Regions from separate parts of the Arachis hypogaea genome. Here region 2 is linked to region 1. A link is a contact called in public Hi-C data. All regions are on one chromosome and are shown on one strand. The core of a region is the stretch at or near the end of the contact, and the rest is flanking DNA. Distances in the headings are between cores, read along the strand shown. Region 1 holds the start of LOC112785151 (WAT1-related protein At5g64700). Region 2 holds the start of LOC112785164 (carbamoyl phosphate synthase small chain, chloroplastic).

Region 1 (3,446 bases), core at 155-2,654:
TCAAATAAATTCGATTTAGTACGTTGAGTAGTAAATCGAATCAACTTTATTTGATTTACTACTAATAAAACATATATATGTAAATCGAATCAACTTGATTCGATTTACTACTTACAACATATACATAGTAAATCGAATCTGCAAAAATTTACATTTTTACAAACTTATTAACTCAAAATGGAATAATAAACAATTTCTAAAAATTCATTAAAAATTATCGTTTGACTCATTAGTATCTAAAAAATCGTTATCGAGATTTTTGATGTTGAAAAAGTTATTGTAAAGTATGGCCCTCCAAAATAGTATAAGTGTTAAAACTTGGATTTTTTCAGAGTCAGAAATAACAGATAGTTATACAATAATATAAAAAGATCCACTATATTTATACAATATGTAATTTAAAAAATAATTAAAATATTTTTAATTAATATAATATTTTAAAGATGAATAAATAAATAAATGTCAATAATATGTATAGACAGTAAATCGAATTAGATTGATTCAATTTACTATGTATATGTTGTATAGTAATAAATCGAATCAATTTGATTAAATCAAGATTGATTTACTTAGTAGTAAATTAAGATTGATTCGATTTACTACTCAAACATACTAAATTGAATTCATTTAATTTGATTTATATAAATATGTTCATAACGGATATGTAACAAGAATTAGTTTAGGACATTTACTTAATTTTTAACTCCAAACTATTCATTCATGTAAATTACTCATAAATTTGTGTATAAATTTATATATTGTTTAATTTATTTTTAATATTTTTTATATTTTAATATATATTTTATATTAATAATTAATTTAATTTAGTAATTTATTTTTAGTATATAAATAGTATAATTAAAAAATATTAACTAATATTTTTTATTTTTGTTTTACATTTAAACCAATACTGGTAATTTTTTTTTATATTTTTTACATTAAAGATGTTGGCCCTATCATTCCCCAAATTAAATAAATATTCAAATCACATTTTCTTCATTCTAATTCACATCCACTCCTTATATTTTGTTTTCATTCCATTTATTATATGTCTCACCATCTTCAAAATTCCAAAAATACAATTTATTTTATGATATAAAATCAAATAAATACATTTTAAAAAAATATTCAAAATTATTTGAATTTATTATTTTTAGTTATTAGTTAGTTATTAATATTTAAAAATATAAGATAAAATATGTTGTTAGATTACTAGACTAAAAAAATTAAACTAAAAAAATTGAGTTAATAACTAAATAATAATAAAAAATAATAAATTTTAATGAGCTTAGCAAAATTTTGTTTTTAAATTCAGAAAAAACACGTGATGAAAATATAGTATATAGTATCAAAAACATCAATATTATGGTATTAAATTTGATGAGAGGAGGACAAGTTGCAAAAAGAAACCTGTGGGAATGAATGCATGAAGCCAGGAAAGAATTTTGCTAAAACAGAGAGCAGTAGAGTGAAGAAATAGATGGGAGGGATGTGGTGGGTCCCAATTCGAAAGAAGTAGAGATGAGAGCAAAGGTTACGTTTATATATATATAATGAAAACCACACACGTCCCCCTGCCCTTATTATATCACTTAATTACATTAATGTCTTGTTTGTTACTATGTGTGAAGTGTGAGATAGATGTGATGAGTCTCATCATCGATCACTCATCACCTCAGAAATAAAAGAAAGAAAGAAAGAGAGAAAGAAAGAAAGAGAGAGTAGAGTACAGTAGTAATGAAACGACAGAGAGCCTATGCGGTTGTGTTTGTAATACAAGCCATATATGCTGCCATGTTCCTTCTATCAAAAGCAGCATTCGATCATGGCATGAACAATTTCGTCTTTGTCTTTTACAGACAGGCCATTGCAACCCTTTTTCTCATCCCTTTTGCTCTCTTCTTCGAATGGTATTAATTTGATTTTCATATCATTTAATTCATTTTCAGATTAATTCTATAATAATAATAATGTGAAACTTGTTCCACTAATATATAATTGTGTAGGAAAACTGCGCCGCCTTTGCCTTTCGTCACCTTCTGCAAGATCTTCCTCCTTTCATTCTGTGGGTACGTATGAGTTCATATATGTTCCAGATTTACACTTAATTATATTTAATTTTTAATAATTTGCAGCATTACTTTGAGCTTGGATGTATATGGTATTGGTCTTATATACACGTCAGCAACGTTGGCTGCTGCTACCACAAACTGTCTTCCAGTTATCACCTTCTTCTTGGCGCTCTTACTCGGGTACCACATATTTAATTTTACCTACCATAACTTGTCTTTAAATTCTGTCCTCTGTCATGGAAATACAAAAATACACTTCAAAATGGAAAACTTTTTTTTTTTTTTTTTGTCTTTAAGTAATGAACTCAAATAATCCGACTTTAATTATATATGACCATTAACTTTATAATTCCTGTGTGAGCTTCACTACTTTGTTTTTAAGAGTGATTTAACTCTAATTTATCAGTTTGTCAACTTTGTCGCTTTAGGGTCATATAAATATCCTCAAAAGAGGATCAAGCAAAAACATGAGTTGTACTTAAATACTTGGACATCACCAGCTCGATCCAGTCCAGTTTTTCAGGTTTTGTTGGTTCATATTCCTTATGAGTTGTGAATAACACTCGCAGCTAGCGAATCCTAAAAGTACTGCCTTCATATTTTATTCTTTAGGGTATCTAGCTAGAGAGATCTATACCATACACTATATTTCATTTAAATAAATAAACCACGAATATCTTAAATTTATATATATATATATATATATATATATATAGCATTTTGACGTAGTAGAAACTAGAAGGTTGATCATCAGTTATATACATAAATAGTAGTGTAGTACACGTAGATATAGACGCATTTCTGAGTGTAAATATGAAGGAAAATGACAACAGTTGAAAAAAGAAAGAAAGAAAGAAAGAAAGAGGGCAAAGGGTGTGAAGATAAGGCACTTAGAAAAGAAGACATTTTAAATTAGATATGCCATTCGTATTTCCAACGTAACACTACCTTTAGTAAATTTGATTAAATTGACGATTCCTACGTCTTTTAGTTAAGTGAAAGATAAAAGGTACTGTTTGTAACTTTTTTCAGAGATATATATGCATACATCAGAGGTTAAATACATATTATATGAATTCTTCGGTGTCTACAGAAATTGTCGGAATATAAATTGATTAAGGTGAGATCTATTTGATTCTTTTATCTTTATACTTATGGGACAGAGATATAACTAGAATATCTAATACTAAATATTGATGTTCTAGCTAGGTAAATAATTTTAAGATAATGAGTGATTTGTGAATAAATAATCGAAAATAGTTAGTAACAAAAAAAAAAAATTAGCCATGCTAAGTGCAAAATCAAAGTGGGATTTTTGTGGGCTGGTCCAGCTCTCGTTTCTTCTCCAATAAACCTAATTAAGTATTAATGGTT
Region 2 (3,526 bases), core at 590-3,089, 170 kb after region 1:
TCCCCGAGAGCCCGCCTGTTAGTTTCAACTTTCTCAACATTGATGCTGGATAGACACTTGTCAATTGTTCCATTTAACTCATCATCAGCAAGAATACACTTTCTAGGGCATGCCAGATTATGCAACATTGGCAAAGAAAAATTGTTAAGAAAAAATTATACATATGATATAGTTTTGTTATATTTGATGCAAAGTTCTGATTCAATCAAAAACAAAGAGAAAATTGCACTTCTTATTCAAATTGTGTTGGTTTGGTTAAATCAAAGGAACAAGTCTGTTTTTTTTTTTTCAGAAAAAGTTTTCCAAGTCAAGTCAGATCTAAAATCTTCACACAATCAGACACCAATTAATAATCACAAATTTGAAGAGAAAATTTCATTGTGTTTATTGCCAATTGCAATACTCAGTTAAGACAATGCATTTTCTTTTTCACCCTTAATCTGCTATTGAAGTGAAGTAGTTGTTTTATTTCTTTTCCACCCTTAAAATAAACATTGCGGTGCAAAGACAGTAGAAAAAACTCCAAATTCACAAAAATTGTCATAGAAAAAGCAATAAAACAAAATAAAGTAAAATGAAACCTGAGTAGTTCGCAGGGGCAGAGACGAAGCACAACAACGCAGAGGGACCGAGAAGTGTGGTGTGGCGGCAGTAGAAGGAGTAGTGGCGGTGCTGAGTGCAGGCAGCAACAGCGATGGTGGTAGTTGCAGAGATGTGACAGGAACATGAACACTAGTGAAAAAGTTCTAGCAGAGATATCACTTTCATCTCTGAAATTATGATTAAAATGAAATCTGAGTAGTTCGTGGGGGCAAAGACAAAACACAACAACGTAAAGGGACCGGAAAGGTGGTGTGGCGGCAGTAGAAGGAGTAGTGGCGGTGCTGAGTGCAGGCAGCGACAACAACGGTGGTAGCTGTAGAAATGTGACAAGAAAACGAACATTAGTGAAAAAACTCTAGCAGAAATATCTCTTTTATTTCTGAAATTATGATTAAAAGAAATGAAAAAAAAGTGTAAAAACCAAAATTAGAGAGACAAAATTTTAATTATTAATTTTTTTAAAAATAAAAAAATAGAGTTCAATTTATAAATATTTGTTGGCGAGTTCACGATACTTCCACATAAAATAAAGAATAAGGAATTTATGACCTATTAATAGTGTTTAACAAAAACGTTTAAAAAGGACCAATATTTTTCTAGGCTAAATTTTTTAGATTAGGATGAATTTTATGTGAAATACGATAATATTTTATTATTAATGTTTTACACTGTTATATTAGTAGTACAAATATCATTAATTTTTTATAATAAAAATATTTAATTATAAAAGACAAAATATAGGTGAGATAAAATATTATTAATGTTTTTGTGTAGATTTATAATAATATATAACACATAATTTATATCCTTTTTAAAAAATTCATCTCTAATAATTTAATATAAAAGAAAATAAGGTTTTTTTTTTTTTCTATCATGAAACAACCACCACAAAGTTCTTTTTTATGGTGTGAAGTTGACAAGTTCATGAATTAAACAATATCATTATTATTCAACTATTTATCTAAAATCTTTCAATACAGATATATAGTGTTGATGCACAAAAAAAGAAAAACTTAGTATAATGAATTATCTATTTTCTTAAACACCCGCTTTTTATTAGCAAAACAATATTTCAATTGAGCTTATTTGAATTTCTTAAGAAATTAATCTCTGATTTATTGGGATATCTCTTTGTCTTTAAGTAAAATTCAGGAAAATAATTATTTAAAAATTAGAAAAGTGAAAAAGGGAAAAAATGGATGAAACTTGAAATACTTAACAAAACCTAGCTCAACGAGGAGGGAAACAGTTATAACTTACAACTGAGTGACGGAATTCCTTTCGCTTTAACTCACTTTCAAACAACTCTGTCACCCTTTCCTCAAATGGCCACCAAAGCCTTCTCCGTATCCTTCGCTGACGTCACCAACAGCGTCAGCTTCCCCTTCGCTTCTAAACCCCCAACCGCATCTCCGAGACACTGCGTTTTCTCACTCACTTGCTCTGCCGGTAACCCTCTCTTCTCAACCACGAGTGTCTTAACTTAATGTAGTGTAATCAAACCAATCAATTTCACTTTATGAAATCCATTTCTTCTACTGTTGTGCATTGTCATTTGGATGCATGGAAATGATTAATGATTACACATAAACATGTTAGTTATAGTAATACAGCTCAGAGCTCAAACAAATTTGATCAAGTTTTCTTGCTTGATTCATAGGTAAGGGTGAGAGGCCTTGGAAAACTTCGGATGCAAGGCTTGTGCTTCAAGATGGTTCAATCTGGAATGCCAAATCATTTGGCGCTTCTGGAACCCAAGTTGGTGAAGTTGTTTTCAATACATCATTGACTGGGTGAGAAAAAACTATAACTATCAGGGAATTAGGATCTGTAGTTATCATTCTGAAATTTTGATAATTTTGTAAACTGCAGGTATCAAGAAATTTTGACGGATCCTAGCTATGCTGGCCAGTTTGTGCTCATGACAAATCCGCATATTGGGAATACCGGTGTAAATTTTGGTATGTGTTTATGTTATAACTATAATTTCCATGAGTCTTGAATCCATGTGCTTGGAATTCATTTAAACCCAATTTTGGATGCACTGCCCGATAGATGATGAGGAATCAAGACGGTGCTTCCTTTCTGGTCTAGTTATTCGGAGTTTGAGTATCAGTACATCAAATTGGAGATGTGTTAAAGCACTCGGTGATTACTTAGCGGAAAGGAACATCATGGGAATCTGTGAGTATTTGGTATATGAAATTTGTTTTGAGAAGTAATTTAATATCAAAATAATTTAAGTTCTTGCCATTGATTGAGTTTGATGGTAACTTGTGATGCAACAGATGATGTTGACACGCGTGCAATTACACGAAGATTGAGACAAGATGGCAGTCTTATTGGTGTCTTGAGCACTGATAATTCTAAAACAGAACAGGAACTACTGCAGATATCTCAGTCGTGGAACATTGTTGGTAAGGATTTGAGTCTTTGTGGTCATGTAAATGTTTTCTAAATTGAGTTACATGAGTCCTATTTTATATTTGTAGGTATTGATCTAATAAGCGGCGTCTCATGCATGTCTCCACTTGAATGGATTGATAAAACAGAAGATGAATGGGAATTCCGTCCAAATAAAGATCCAGCTGGAGAAACTTTCCATGTAATTATATTCCATTAGCACTGTCTCTTTCGTTTTGTTGTCTATTGGGGTTATTTAAGTTGTGCTTTCATGCCATCTAATGAACTGCAGGTAGTTGCTTATGATTTTGGGATTAAGCATAATATACTTAGGCGCTTAGCATCATACGGATGTAAAATTACAGTTGTGCCGTCTACATGGCCAGCATCAGAAACTTTGAAGATAAAGCCAGATGGGGTCATTTTAAGCAATGGCCCTGGAGATCCATCTGCCATTCCTTATGCTGTTGAAACTGTAAAGAATATTCTCGGAAAGGTGCCTGTTTTTGGAATTTGCATG

Evidence for each region. A called contact is a pair of places that touch in the nucleus more often than the background predicts.
Region 2: a Hi-C map of leaf shows a contact between it and region 1, with 4 times the contacts expected there. The contact joins the promoter of LOC112785164 here to the promoter of LOC112785151 in region 1. A contact is called at or near these places in 2 of 8 Hi-C or Micro-C datasets (both in leaf).

The regions. Positions count from the first base shown.
Region 1 is chr20:110,107,319-110,110,764 of arahy.Tifrunner.gnm2.J5K5, forward strand. LOC112785151 (WAT1-related protein At5g64700) reads left to right here and starts at 1,405. Exons shown (of 7, transcript XM_025828594.3): 1 at 1,405-1,910; 2 at 2,007-2,069; 3 at 2,136-2,252. The coding sequence starts at 1,738.
Region 2 is chr20:110,278,328-110,281,853 of arahy.Tifrunner.gnm2.J5K5, forward strand. LOC112785164 (carbamoyl phosphate synthase small chain, chloroplastic) reads left to right here and starts at 1,840. Exons shown (of 10, transcript XR_003194170.3): 1 at 1,840-2,052; 2 at 2,264-2,396; 3 at 2,476-2,564; 4 at 2,659-2,787; 5 at 2,892-3,020; 6 at 3,096-3,208; 7 at 3,299-3,526.